2 separate regions of the Zea mays genome follow, and region 1 is linked to region 2. Evidence: chromatin contacts called from public Hi-C data. All regions are on one chromosome and are shown on one strand. Each heading gives the region's core, a stretch centred on a gene start, on an enhancer-like site or on the middle of the called end of the contact. The rest is flanking DNA. Distances are from core to core; before and after follow the strand shown.

What was found. A called contact is a pair of places that touch in the nucleus more often than the background predicts.
Region 1: a contact with region 2 is called in a Hi-C map of tassel, with 4 times the contacts expected there. The contact joins the promoter of LOC100285105 here to the promoter of LOC100279471 in region 2. A contact is called at or near these places in 4 of 25 Hi-C or Micro-C datasets (ear, endosperm, leaf and 1 more).

What each region holds. Positions count from the first base shown.
Region 1 is chr7:163,883,885-163,890,385 of Zm-B73-REFERENCE-NAM-5.0, forward strand. It overlaps LOC100285105, which reads left to right and starts at 1,458. Exons shown (of 4, transcript NM_001158000.1): 1 at 1,458-1,585; 2 at 1,667-3,004; 3 at 3,124-3,378; 4 at 3,550-3,799. The coding sequence starts at 1,516. The coding sequence ends at 3,641.
Region 2 is chr7:163,723,503-163,729,693 of Zm-B73-REFERENCE-NAM-5.0, forward strand. LOC100279471 reads left to right here and starts at 2,281. Exons shown (of 7, transcript NM_001152475.1): 1 at 2,281-3,154; 2 at 4,850-4,984; 3 at 5,193-5,323; 4 at 5,395-5,605; 5 at 5,697-5,934; 6 at 6,116-6,191. The coding sequence starts at 2,284.

The DNA of each region.
Region 1 (6,501 bases), core at 208-2,707, 160 kb after region 2:
GTATTGATTTTATTCATGATGGAGTGGAGTAGATATGTCCAAACGAGTCGTCTGGCTCGACCCGGGTTCGATGAAGCACGGTCCGCTTAGGCACGGTACAGTTAGACCTGAATAATTATCCGGGTTGGATCGAGCTGCCCGATGGGCTCAACTATGTGAACGAGTCTAGCACGAGCCCAACCGTGCTGGGCGGGCTCAGTAAGTCCGGCCCGAAAATGAACATCCAGCCAGCACAAGTCCGCCGACGCATAAACCAAGCTTAAAATTAGATCGCCATAAAAATTGAACATATTTATAAATCACAGTTGAAGGATATATCTAAATACAATAGCATATATTACAAATAATACACATATCACAAATATTGATAGACCTTAAATAAAAGATAAAGATATCTTTGCAACGTTTGCCTTATTAAACGGTTCGAGTCTTAGCACATTTTAGAATGTATCGTGTTTGGGCTAGTCCGATAGGCCAAAAACTCTAAACAAACTTGGCACGTCGCTCGTGCCAAGCTGGGCCAGGGACGCATAGAGCAGGACCGTGTCGGGTTCGATCGAGCCCAAAGAGTGGGCTTTTTGTCGGGCTCGTAGGCCACGTGTTTTGGTGGCCATAAGTGGAGGGAGTACGATTATATAGTGTTAGAATATGAGGCTATGAGTAAATAAGGAAAATCGTCAATTTTGGTTAGGTCCCGTTTGTTTCCTTTCATTTCGAGGAATTGGAATCTTACTAATAAAATAGGCTATTTTTTAGAATGTGACATTTCACCACTTTCCAAAGTTATCATATAAGATCATCTCAAATTCATGGGGTGAGAGTTGGAAATTGATTCTATAGATTTACATGCTAATTTTCCGATGTACAAATTATAACACACTGTTCTACTTGCTTCGCTATAACATATATGTAGTATATAACTATCTCTCGCATATAATTTAAGATAATATACAAATATATTACATATATAAATATATGAACTTAATTAGTTTTGTAAAAATTATAATTATTGAAATGGAATTCAATTCCAACCAAACAAACGGGGCCTTAGTTAATCAGCCTGATCCCAGAATTTATCCACGATTTTTTGACGCTTGCGTTTTTTATATGCAAGAACACGTGCCTAGTTTATCCGATGAACAGATACAATACTCCTTGATGGTTGTGAGTTTGAGCACCTTCCATTCCATTACACGCGAGGACCCCGCCCGGTTATAATTATATGATGTTTGGTTCAGTGTCAATGAGGGATGGGACGGGATCAACCCTGAGTTGACCTCGTCCCTTATTTTTTGAGGGGTGACCCTATCCACTATTTTTGAAGAATATTCCTTGACCCTGACTCTGGACCTCCAAACCAAACATGAGTCAACTTAGAATGATCACAATTCACACCTCATCCTTCTTCATCCTTTCCATCCAAACACTACCTAAATCCCACGCACCTTTGGTTGCTCAGCATGTCTCGCGGGTCCTGCCGTCTCGTCGCCACTACTGACTACTGAGGAGAGGAGCATGGCCCTGACTAACGTCTTCGTCGTCCTCCTGAGTACCGCATTGGCTGTGCTCCCCTTCTCCCCTGCCGGTAACCGCGTTCGGCTCGCACCTGCTGCTTATTTTACAGGTCCAATCTAGTGCTAATCGTTGTCCATCGTGTACAATGTAGATGCCGGCGTGGTGGGCGTGAGCTACGGCCGATTAGGGAACGACCTGCCGGGCACGGCTTCGGTGGTAAAGCTGCTGAAGAAGAGCGGCATCACCTCGGTGAGGCTCTACGACGCCAACTCAAAGGTGCTCAAGGCCCTGGCCAACACCGGGATCACGGTGATGGTAATGCTACCCAACGACAAGCTCGCCGCGGCGGCCGCGGACCCGTCGAGCGCGCGACGGTGGGTGCGGAGGAACGTGGCGGCGTACTACCCCGCCACGCAGATCCACGCCGTCGCCGTCGGGAACGAGGTGTTCGAGGAGGCCAAGAACCTGACCGGGCAGCTCGTCCCGGCCATGTCCAACGTGCACGACGCGCTGGTGAAGCTTGGCCTGGACGGGGCCGTGAAGGTCTCGACGCCGATCGCGTTCACCGCGCTCCAGGAGTCGTGGCCGCCGTCCGCGGGCAGGTTCCGGGACGACATCGCGCGGTCGGTGATGAAGCCCATGATCGATTTCCTGGAGCGGACCGGGTCGTACCTCACCGTGAACGCCTACCCGTTCTTCGCGTACGCCGAGGAGCCAGACAAGATCTCCCTCGACTACGCCCTGGGGAACTCCAACGCCACCGGCGTGCGCGACCCCGTGACCGGGCTCGTGTACCACAGCCTCCTGGACGCCCAGCTCGACGCCACGTACTTCGCGATGGAGAAGCTGGGGACGTCCAGATCCAGTGCGCGGGGGCCAAAATCCGTGGCGCCAGCAGCGCACGTTTCGGAGAGCGGGTGGCCTTCCGGCGGCAAACCCAAACGCGGCGGCAGGCCGCGGCCACGCCCACGCGGCGGCGGGAGGCGTTTGGAGTTGGAGCAGGCTGGAGGTGAAGCGGCTTCGGTAGCCAACGCGCAAGCGTACAACAACTACCTGATCAAGCGCGTGCTGTCCGGTGACACGGGCACCCCGTACCACCCCGACGCCGACATGGACGTCTACATCTTCTCCCTCTTCAACGAGAACCAGAAGGGCGACGGGGCGGACGACGTCGAGCAGCACTTCGGGCTGTTCTACCCGAACCGGACGAAGGTGTACGAGTTCGACTTCCGGGGCGGCGCGCTGGTGGCCAGCTGGTGCGTGGCGAACGCGTCCGCCGGGGACGCGCGGCTGCAGGCGGCGCTGGAGTACGCGTGCGGCCACGGCGCCGACTGCGGCGCCATCCAGCCCGGCGCGCCGTGCTTCGAGCCCGACACCAGGCTCGCGCACGCCTCGTATGCGTTCAACAGCTACTACCAGCGCAACGGCCGGGCCAAGGCGGCGTGCGACTTCGACGGCGCCGCCTACGTCGTGTATCACGAACCAGCTGGTGAGTTCTCGATCTCCATCGCCGATTCTCTCTCTCTCTCACACACACACAGATTCTCAATTTCTACTTCTAGTGGTATGCATGGCAACGTGTTGTTTACTTGTGTTCGTGTCATGTAGGCACCTGTGACCCGAACGTGAGCTGGTGCGTGGCGAATGCGGCGGCCGGCGACGCGCGGCTGCTGGCAGCGCTGAACTACGCGTGTGCCAACGGCGCGGACTGCGGCGCCATACAGCCCGGCGGAGCGTGCTTCGAGCCCAACACCGTGGTCGCCCACGCCTCGTACGCGTTCAACAGCTACTACCAGCGGAAGGGGCGGGGCAGCGGGACGTGCGACTTCGCCGGAGCCGGTTCCGTGGTCTACCACGCGCCAAGTGAGTCCACGAACGCCACGCTTCTTTCTTTCTTTCTCTCGCCGTCGCCGGCCGTGACTCCAGCTGTCCCTCACTGCTGAAAGCGTGAAACATGTCTCCCACGTGGGGGATCCAGAAATCCAGTGAACTGTAGGCTCACTTTTGTTTGCTTGCATTGTGTGGTCACCGCAGAGATTATTGGGAAGTGCGTCCTCCCGTCGAAAGCTTGGATTCAAGAAACAACAACAGTCAAGTCTAGAGGATTCAAGACAAGTTCGGTTTAACCTCGTACTAGGAACGTAGAATAATGTAAACATTGGCATCTGCACATCAGGATAACTGATGTCTTTGTGTTGCTTTGCTTTTCGGACACTCATGAACCATCGTTCCTGTTTCCTGAGGCGGATCTCCTGCTAGGTTTGGTTCCCGGCTTCTGGCTTTATCGGATACTGTAGCTTTTTTAAAAATACATCTGGGGTCCTTAACTTTTTTATATTCTCAGCTACGCTATGAAACTAAAAAAAAAAATCCCAAACCACCACTACGCCATCACCATCTGTCAGTTAGTTAAATTCAAAAAAAAAACTCTCTTCAATCTCCCTCTCTCTTTGTTTATTCCATGGCCGCTGAGTATGTGCCTCGCCAGTCGTCATGATAGGACTGTGCAGACGAACGCACGAGAGTTCACGCGAGATGGGGGGGGGGGGGGGGGGGGGGGGGGGGGCAAGAAGAATAAAAAGAGTCGTAGTAGAAAAAGGAAAAATACACATTTTTAGGTTTCATAATCTAATCTTAATATAAGTAAAAGATAATACACGTGGACAAAATTCAAACTTCTGTTGATGGCAACTCGATTGCATGTATAATGAGATGGTGCAAAAAGAAATAAATTATGACAATACTAGCTCATGAGTAGATATTAGAAGGAAGAAAAAGATACTAATAATAGTGAACAATTTTTTAGCTTTCACCTGCTCCTTGATAGTATCTTCAAAGGCAACGAACATCTAGTAGTGGCACTAAAGGCTGGCGAGCATCTGCTGTGAAAGTATATAATTTCAGCTTCAATTTCAGGCAGTATCGGATGAGCAACAAAAACTAGACAGGTAAACGTGCATATGCAATAGACAATAAGACCTAATACATTTTTAAAGTTCAATAGTTTCATTAGTATCGAAAATGTCATCAAATATATCGAATACTTGCAGTGGCCAAACCACACCGGCAAGAAAAAAAATGTTGAATAAATTTTTTTATGATACATGGAGATAGCTAGTGAAAGAACTTTTGCAAAACAACCGTCTAATGTTGTCTCCTGCAACTATCCTATCGTATTCCTTATTTCAAACTTCATTATATAAATAGTATAATATATGGTGTACAATTTTTATTTTACATTATTTGCTACGGACAACCTAATAAGTTAAAATTTAGGATTATATGTGTGATAAATCCAACACCGTTGCATGAGTTACGATTGTCATGAAGGTTGTCGGGACATGTTCAAATCAGAAATGAACCTTCTATGTCATCGAGTTAAGCCAGTAATAGGAGATAAAATTAAAACCTGGCTTCAGTATTCTGTTCTGTAACTTTCATTTTTCTTTCTATACTTACCCTTCTGTATCTACTCCCCCTTCATTTTCTTAAGCAATAAAATACTGTAAGCCTCCCTACAGTAACTTTTATTTCAAAAAAAAGTTACGATTGTCATGCAACTCAAATGTGTTCCTTCTATTATATGTAAACGAGTTATGAGTAGACAACTGAAATGATAATTTATTTTAATAAATTGTCTATTAAACTATCTTATGATTACATAGAACTAAATGTTGATGTCAAGCTCCTAATAGCGAACAACTCCAAGTCATGAAAACCATCATGATGCATAGAATTATATAATATATATATAAGAGCTAAAAAAATGTCTCCGGTTTAAATGTACAAAAGAGCTAAAAAAATACTAGATACAAATTTCAAAAGTGACTTTTATCTCCAATAGAGCTTACCAAGATGAGGCCAACTTAATTTGGACTCAGCCAAAATTATTCTGTCACAATATAATAATAGGAAAAAAAACGAGAAAGATGACAATAGCTCGAGCTAAATTCTTTGCTCGCAATCATTACTCTCGCCGTGAATTCAGAGTATCGAGCAGTCCAGCTGTTCCTCACTACTGAAAGCTGAAACATGTCCTCCACGTGAGGAATCCAGAGATCCAGAAATTGTTGTTTGCTCACTGTCGTTTGCCGCGGAGATTGGAAACTGTGTCCTCCCGTCGATTGCTTGGGCTCCAGCGAAGCATACATGATACATCTGATGCTCAACTTTCGAGACATGTTCAGTTTTAACCTCGTACTAGGAACGTAGAACAATGTATAAAAGATCGGCATTGCACATCAGATAACAGATGTCTTTGCGTGCTTTGCTTTGCGAATATTCAATTATTCATGGATCGTTGTTCCTATTTTCCTGAGGTGGATCTCCTGCTAGGTTTGGCTCCGGTTTTATCGTAACTATAGCTATACTTATTGCATCTTGGCTCCTTAATCTTTTGTGTATACTCTTCTCAGTTTAATTCCTCAAACTAAAACTGCTTATATGCTCATGCCAATTAAATTAAAGTAAAAAAAATTATCTTCAATCTAGCTCTCTTTGTTCGTTCCATGGCCGCTCACTGTGTGTGCCTTAATTTAGAGCCCATGCATAGCCACAAAGACAAGGCCGGCCGACGGGTAGCCAGGGTTTACAAAACCGGTGGGGAGGTAAAAACCGTCCCCCACCGGTAATGGTTTACCACCGGTAACGGTTTACCGCCGGTAAACCGGTAGAAACCGGTAAAAATCGACCGTTTGGCCAAACCAAATCAGTTTGAATTCGAATTGGTTTACCGGTGAAAAACCGGCGAAAAACCGGCGGTTAACCGTGAAATAAACTGTTTTTACCGTTTTTAGCAGAAAAAAATGAAAATTTTGGCAGGGTTTATTTGTAGTTTGCTCAATTCACATTGTACAGTAAATATTAATTGATCCACACAACATGAGTTCATCAAAATAACATACAACATACATATGCAACCACAAACTCCAGTTCTCATGCAATAAACATCCAGCGAACTTCGCAATACTCAAATACAAGTTCTTT
Region 2 (6,191 bases), core at 1,031-3,530:
AAATATTTCAATTTTAAAAAGCTTCTCTCTGCTGATGCAACCATCATATTTATAGTAAATAATACTCTCTCTATATCAAAATAGAATTTGTTTTGCTTACTTAGTGGATTCATCATCATCTAGTTGAATATAAACATAAAAATCAAGAGCTAAAACAAATACTATTTTGAACAGATGGAGTATTCCATAAGTAATTGAGACATTAGTTTAACAATCTAAACGAGACTGATCGATGGCGCATCGCTCTTTGCGTATTTGTGTCTAGAATAGATAGATTTAATAGAAAAAGTGCTAGCGTTCAGTGGCTAGGCCCCCCTGTTTTTGGGGGCTCGGTGCGGCCGCACCCTCTGCACCCCCTCCGGTACGGCCCTGCCCGCAACCGTTTTCCAGCGACCGAGGTGGTCCGGAGTCGCCTCTTGGCAGACTAGCGCCGCTGCACACCAAGGTCCTCTGCTAGTGCCAGGTGACCAATAGGGATGAAAACGGGATCGATCGGAATAACCTATCTTCTATTTTCATTTTTCATATTTTATTTTAAAAACATGATCGAAAATGGTACCATCGGAGTAAATCGATAATGAATCGGAATCGGGCATAAAAAACGAAAACAACCATCGCATAGACTATTAAAATATAATAGTGTTGCAATCAATTGAAACATCTTATCTACACATATGGAAGCAATATATTATAATATATATATGTCTACCAAAGAAAACAATCAATTATAGATTTGTTTGTTGCAATTTCACATAGTCGTCTATGATTTTTCTCATTGTACTATCTAAAACGGGATGTTACACGCGGGTAAAACGGGAAAAGCAAAAAAGGTCGAACAATCATATTGTTTTGTCCCATTTTCACATTTGTCAAAAACGAATATTTAGAGTTGTCTAATGTTCTATTTAGGGACCGAGAGAGTTGATAGACATTAAACTTAAAATAATTTGAGCTCTTGAGTGTTGTTAAAGGTTCAGGCATTATGATAAAAAGTACTATATTAATTTGTTAGATCATATATATATAATGTAAAATAGTCTAAAGTTTAATAGTTAACTTTTATTAATAAACTATAGACCATTTTATGATACTTCATCCGTTCTAAAATATAATTCTTTTTAATTCACTTTTTTCGTCCACATTCAAATGATAATGAATATTTTAGGGCTGAGAGAGTATAAAACATGACCTCGTTCCAATCCTGCCGGGGACTGCAAGTCCAAATTACTTCCACGAATTTTCCCTACTTTTCCAAAAAAAAGATTTAGAAAGATTATTAGAAAGAGAATTATGGGTCTCCGTTGACCGTTGGTCTACCTGGTCAATTCGTTCGGGACATGACATCTCACTGTTGAAGCTTCGTACCCTGAATGCATGACGCTGCCCCCAAATTATTATTGGACACGCCTCCGCTGTTTCTATTTTCAACGCGCACACGCATACTAAATGGTAAATGTATACTGGTTTGAAGTTTGATAGGTTTTTTTGAGCTAATTACATGTGTGATCTATTATATAAATTCAATAAGGTAGTACTAGTCGATTCATGTAGTTCCACTAATAGTTGGTTTAGAGGACCATCTAGTTTTGTGCATACGTCTGATTCGTTAATTAGTTTTTTCTATTTTATTAATCTGATGTGATCTATTTTTTTAAAAAAATATTGCAAACTTTGAAATTACGAGTTCAAACTTTTGCTACTTGTTTAGATTTTAAATCTGATATCGAAAACCTTTATAGACATCATTCAAAATTTTGCTCTCTGAATTTGAAATCTTTCTGTAATATCCAACGACATTATACTCCTAGATCCAACTCTGCATTCAGAATTTATTAACTTTGAACTATAATATGATATTGTAAAATTTGTATATATAGCCAGGTTAAATTTTTTGGGATTTTTAAAACTGCACACCTATATTCATAAACTTTATACTGGCTCGTTTTAATTATTCTACCCTAAGATTCAAAACTTTGTATTACACTCTTATTTTAGTATCCTTCTATTATTGTAGTAGCATATTATATTGTAAACTTCTACTGGTATGATATGGACTTTGTACAGCTGGAATAAAACTTTTTAATTGAAAATTTTGTATTTCATATTTCAAAGGTTTGTACTGACATATTTCAAACGGGTGTGCGGCAGGATAAAGTACATCTTCATGCTCCTTATTAGCATAGGCCAGAGACCACGACGGCGACGCACAGGCCAGAGGCCACGGCACTACCCTCCTCTATATCACTGCTCGCCACGCAAGACGGCACGAGCAGCCGTAACGCCATGGCAACGGCCACGGCCGCGTTGGGTCGCGTCGCCTCCCCGCGCCTCGTCATGGGCTACCTTCTCTTCCTCACCGTCGCCTCCCTCCTCCTCTTCTCGCCGCGGGCCGCTGCGCAGGCGTGGCAGCTCTGCGGGAACACCGGCAACTACACGGCCAACAGCACCTACCAGTCCAACCTCGAAAGCCTCGCCAAGGCGCTCTCCGCGAACGCGTCCCGCTCGAGGAACCTCTTCGCGGAGGGCAGCGTCGGCGCCGTCCCGTATGTCGTCTACGCGCTCGCGCTTTGCCGCGGGGACACCAACGCCACGGCCTGCGGCTCCTGCGTCGCCACGGGGTTTCAAGACGCGCAGCAGCTCTGCCCCTACAAGAATGACGCGGCCGTGGTCTACGACGACTGCTACCTCCGCTTCTCCAACCAGGATTTCATCGCCAGCACCACCGACAACGGCAATGATAACATCATCCTCATGAACACTCAGAGCGTGAGCTCGCCGGTGCAGGCGTTCGACGCCGCCGTCGTCATGCTCCTCAACGCCACCGGCGACTACGCGGCGGCGAACTCGTCGCGGTTTGCCACGGGGGAAGAGGGCTTCGACGCCAGCTACCCCACCATCTACGGGCTCACGCAGTGCACGCCGGACATGTCGTCCGCAGACTGCCGGAGCTGCCTTGGGAGCATAATATCGGCGATGCCAGGGTCTCTCAGCGGAAGTAAGGGCGGGAGGATTATAGGGACGCGGTGCAATTTCAGGTACGAGGTGTATTCTTTCTTCTCCGGAGCGCCCTCGCTACGTCTGCCAGCGGCGTCGCCACCGGCGCCACTGCCATCTCCTACGGCATTTAACGTGACGCCGACGGCAACCCCACCAGGTGAGATATCAGCAACAGATTGCCAAGTTTTTAGTTTTTGTTCGTTTTTAGCCCTAGATGGCTCCTTCAAATCAGATTTTAAAACAGGAGGTTCGTCTCAAGAACACGATTACACGAAAAAGAAAAAAACATGCGCACACTCAAACAACCCAAATTATCTCCCCCTTTTTTGTCCACTGTGGCACTGTACTTCTTTTCTGGGAGAAAAAAAATGTCCACTATACTAGTTTCGCACGACTCTTGAATCGGTCATTCCAATCAAACGACTGAAACTCTCTGTCTTCTATTTGAATTATCTGGGAGCTACAGTTTCGTCAACAGATTTTGGTAGCGGACACAACCGTGTACACTGGTTTTCTTTGAGGATCTTGACATCTCTGCAGTCCCGTCGCTATCGTTTACTACTTTGTTGACCGGAAACAGCGACTACAGTACGCTGAAGACTTCTTAGTTGACTACTTCTAGAGAAACACATACTATGCATCAAGACACATACTATGCAAGGCATTAGGCTATCCGCAACCATTATCCCTAAATTTTTCTCCCTATATCACTTTTCTCCCCTATATTTCCCCCTATTTTTTCATCTCCCGCAGCGGTTTCCCCTAAATACTCCCCTATACCCCACTACAACTATAAAATATCGTTTTCTATATCAACTATCAATTTTTTATCTACTAACAATTACTGGTGGACCCACAACATAGTGTTTAGGGTGATGAACAGTGACACGCTAGATCTAGGGGGAGAGAGAAGGAGACCGACGCGTAGGGTGCGCTGTAGGGGACACCGCTGCGGCGGTAGGGTGACCCCTACAGCCGGCATGCAAGGGGAGGGGGAAGGCTAGCGCGTACCGCTGCGCACAGCCTTAATATATAGTACTCTCTATCCTAATTTATAATTTGTTCGGCTTTTTTATGACAAGTTTCACTAGCTTGTCTTATTTAAAAAATTAAAAAATTCAAAGCCATATTTAAATTATATTATATAGTAGATGATATTTAAATTATATTATATAGTAGATGATATCACAGTAAAATTAATAATAATTATGATTTTTTTAATAAAACGAGTCGGTCAAATTTGGAATAAAACAGTCAAACGAATTCTAAATTGAAATGGAGGGAGTATATAAAAGACAACAGCCTTGTTATATAAAACAACCATGTACGCCACACAACTCTTGTGTAAATCATGTCGGAGAAAAATGGCTCACCATGCCTTTGCCCATTCCATTTCAAGCGCGCTTGTGCTCTCATTTAGCATAGTGATTTATGCCAGTCTACAAAGCAGTGTGGTTAGTTCCACTTCCAACGGGGATAAGTAGGCACTAATCAATGTGCACTGCATGATCTGCTAATTAGGAAAAGGCACAGAAGAAGATGAAAACTTGTCGTAAAGTTATCTTTATTTTATTTTTTTCTGTTGGAACTTTTTGCAAATAACATATTGCAATGGACCATGGTGCTACTCAACTAGTAGTCGATTTCCATAATGTTAACATTATCGTTCTTAGTGCTTGGACTACTTCAAAGTCCCCACTACAACTACAAGTGCTTGAGTCTATACATGCATCTTAAAAAGAACCTTGATTGCAGTAAAATATGTCTTATATGAAGTGGTTCATATTATAACTGAATTGTTTCTAAGATTTGCAGCATGCTTTTTGCTGAAGTTTGTGGCCTTTGTCTACAGGAAGAACCAGAACCAAAACAGGACTTGCTTTAGCAATTGTGTTGCCGATAATTGCTGCGGTGCTAGCGATCAGTTTTGTTTGTCTATGTTTCTTCTCGAGGAGGAGAAAACAAGCAAGGGAGCAGACACCATCTTGTAAGTTGTCTTGACAATTTGGAACTGTAAACAGATTTGCAAGAGGTAGCTTTTAGTATGATGTATCTAGACATAATATATATCTAGGTGTGTAGCAAAAGATATATTTCTAAAAAATCTAGAATGACATATAATTCAAAACGGACATAGTAGATTTTTGTAGATTGTAACGGGCCATTATACATGTTTTCATTATATATTCTGACAGATTCAACAATTGCTGGAGACATGGAAAGCATCGAGTCACTTCTTTTTGATATATCAACTTTACGTGCCGCGACTGGTAACTTTGCCGAGAGCAATAGGCTTGGTGAAGGAGGCTTTGGTGCTGTCTATAAGGTGCCACACTCATGCTAGCCATTCATAAAGCATTTTCAATTTCAGCAACTGAAGGATTCACGCTTACGCAGGGCATCCTTCGTGATGGTCAAGAAATTGCAGTGAAGAGGCTGTCACAGAGTTCAGGGCAAGGGATACAAGAGCTGAAAAACGAGCTTGTTTTGGTTGCCAAGCTCCAACAAAAGAACCTTGTTAGGCTTGTTGGTGTTTGCTTGCAAGAACATGAGAAACTGCTTGTGTATGAATACATGCCCAATAGAAGCATCGACACCATCCTTTTCGGTACCGTTTTGTCATAATCTGTTTCCGACAGAACTAGTTATAATATCAGAATTTAACATTTCTGACATGAAGTTTCTTGCTCAACTGCCAGATCCTGAGAGAAACAAGGAGCTAGATTGGGGAACCAGATTCAAGATAATAAATGGAATTGCCAGAGGACTACAGTATCTCCATGAGGATTCTCAGCTGAAGATCATTCACCGGGACCTTAAAGCGAGCAATGTCCTTTTAGACTCTGATTATACACCTAAGATTTCAGATTTTGGCCTGGCTAGGCTATTTGGAGGGGATCAAACCCGGGAGATTACAAGTCGCGTTGTTGGAACATAGTAAGTCTACTTACAAACTGGGGGGGGGGGGCACCATGCCTCCCACCCACTTACCTAAAATTGGCACACAAAGAAGAGAAAAATAAAAACACTTTTTAAACACTATTTATTAGTAAGCTTTTGGTCTAGCTTTGCCCTCTATTATTGACCATAGTGAATCTCCTCTCCCCTGATGTTGCAGTGGGTATATGGCACCCGAGTATGCCATGCGTGGCCACTATTCTATAAAGTCCGATGTTTTCAGCTTTGGCGTCTTG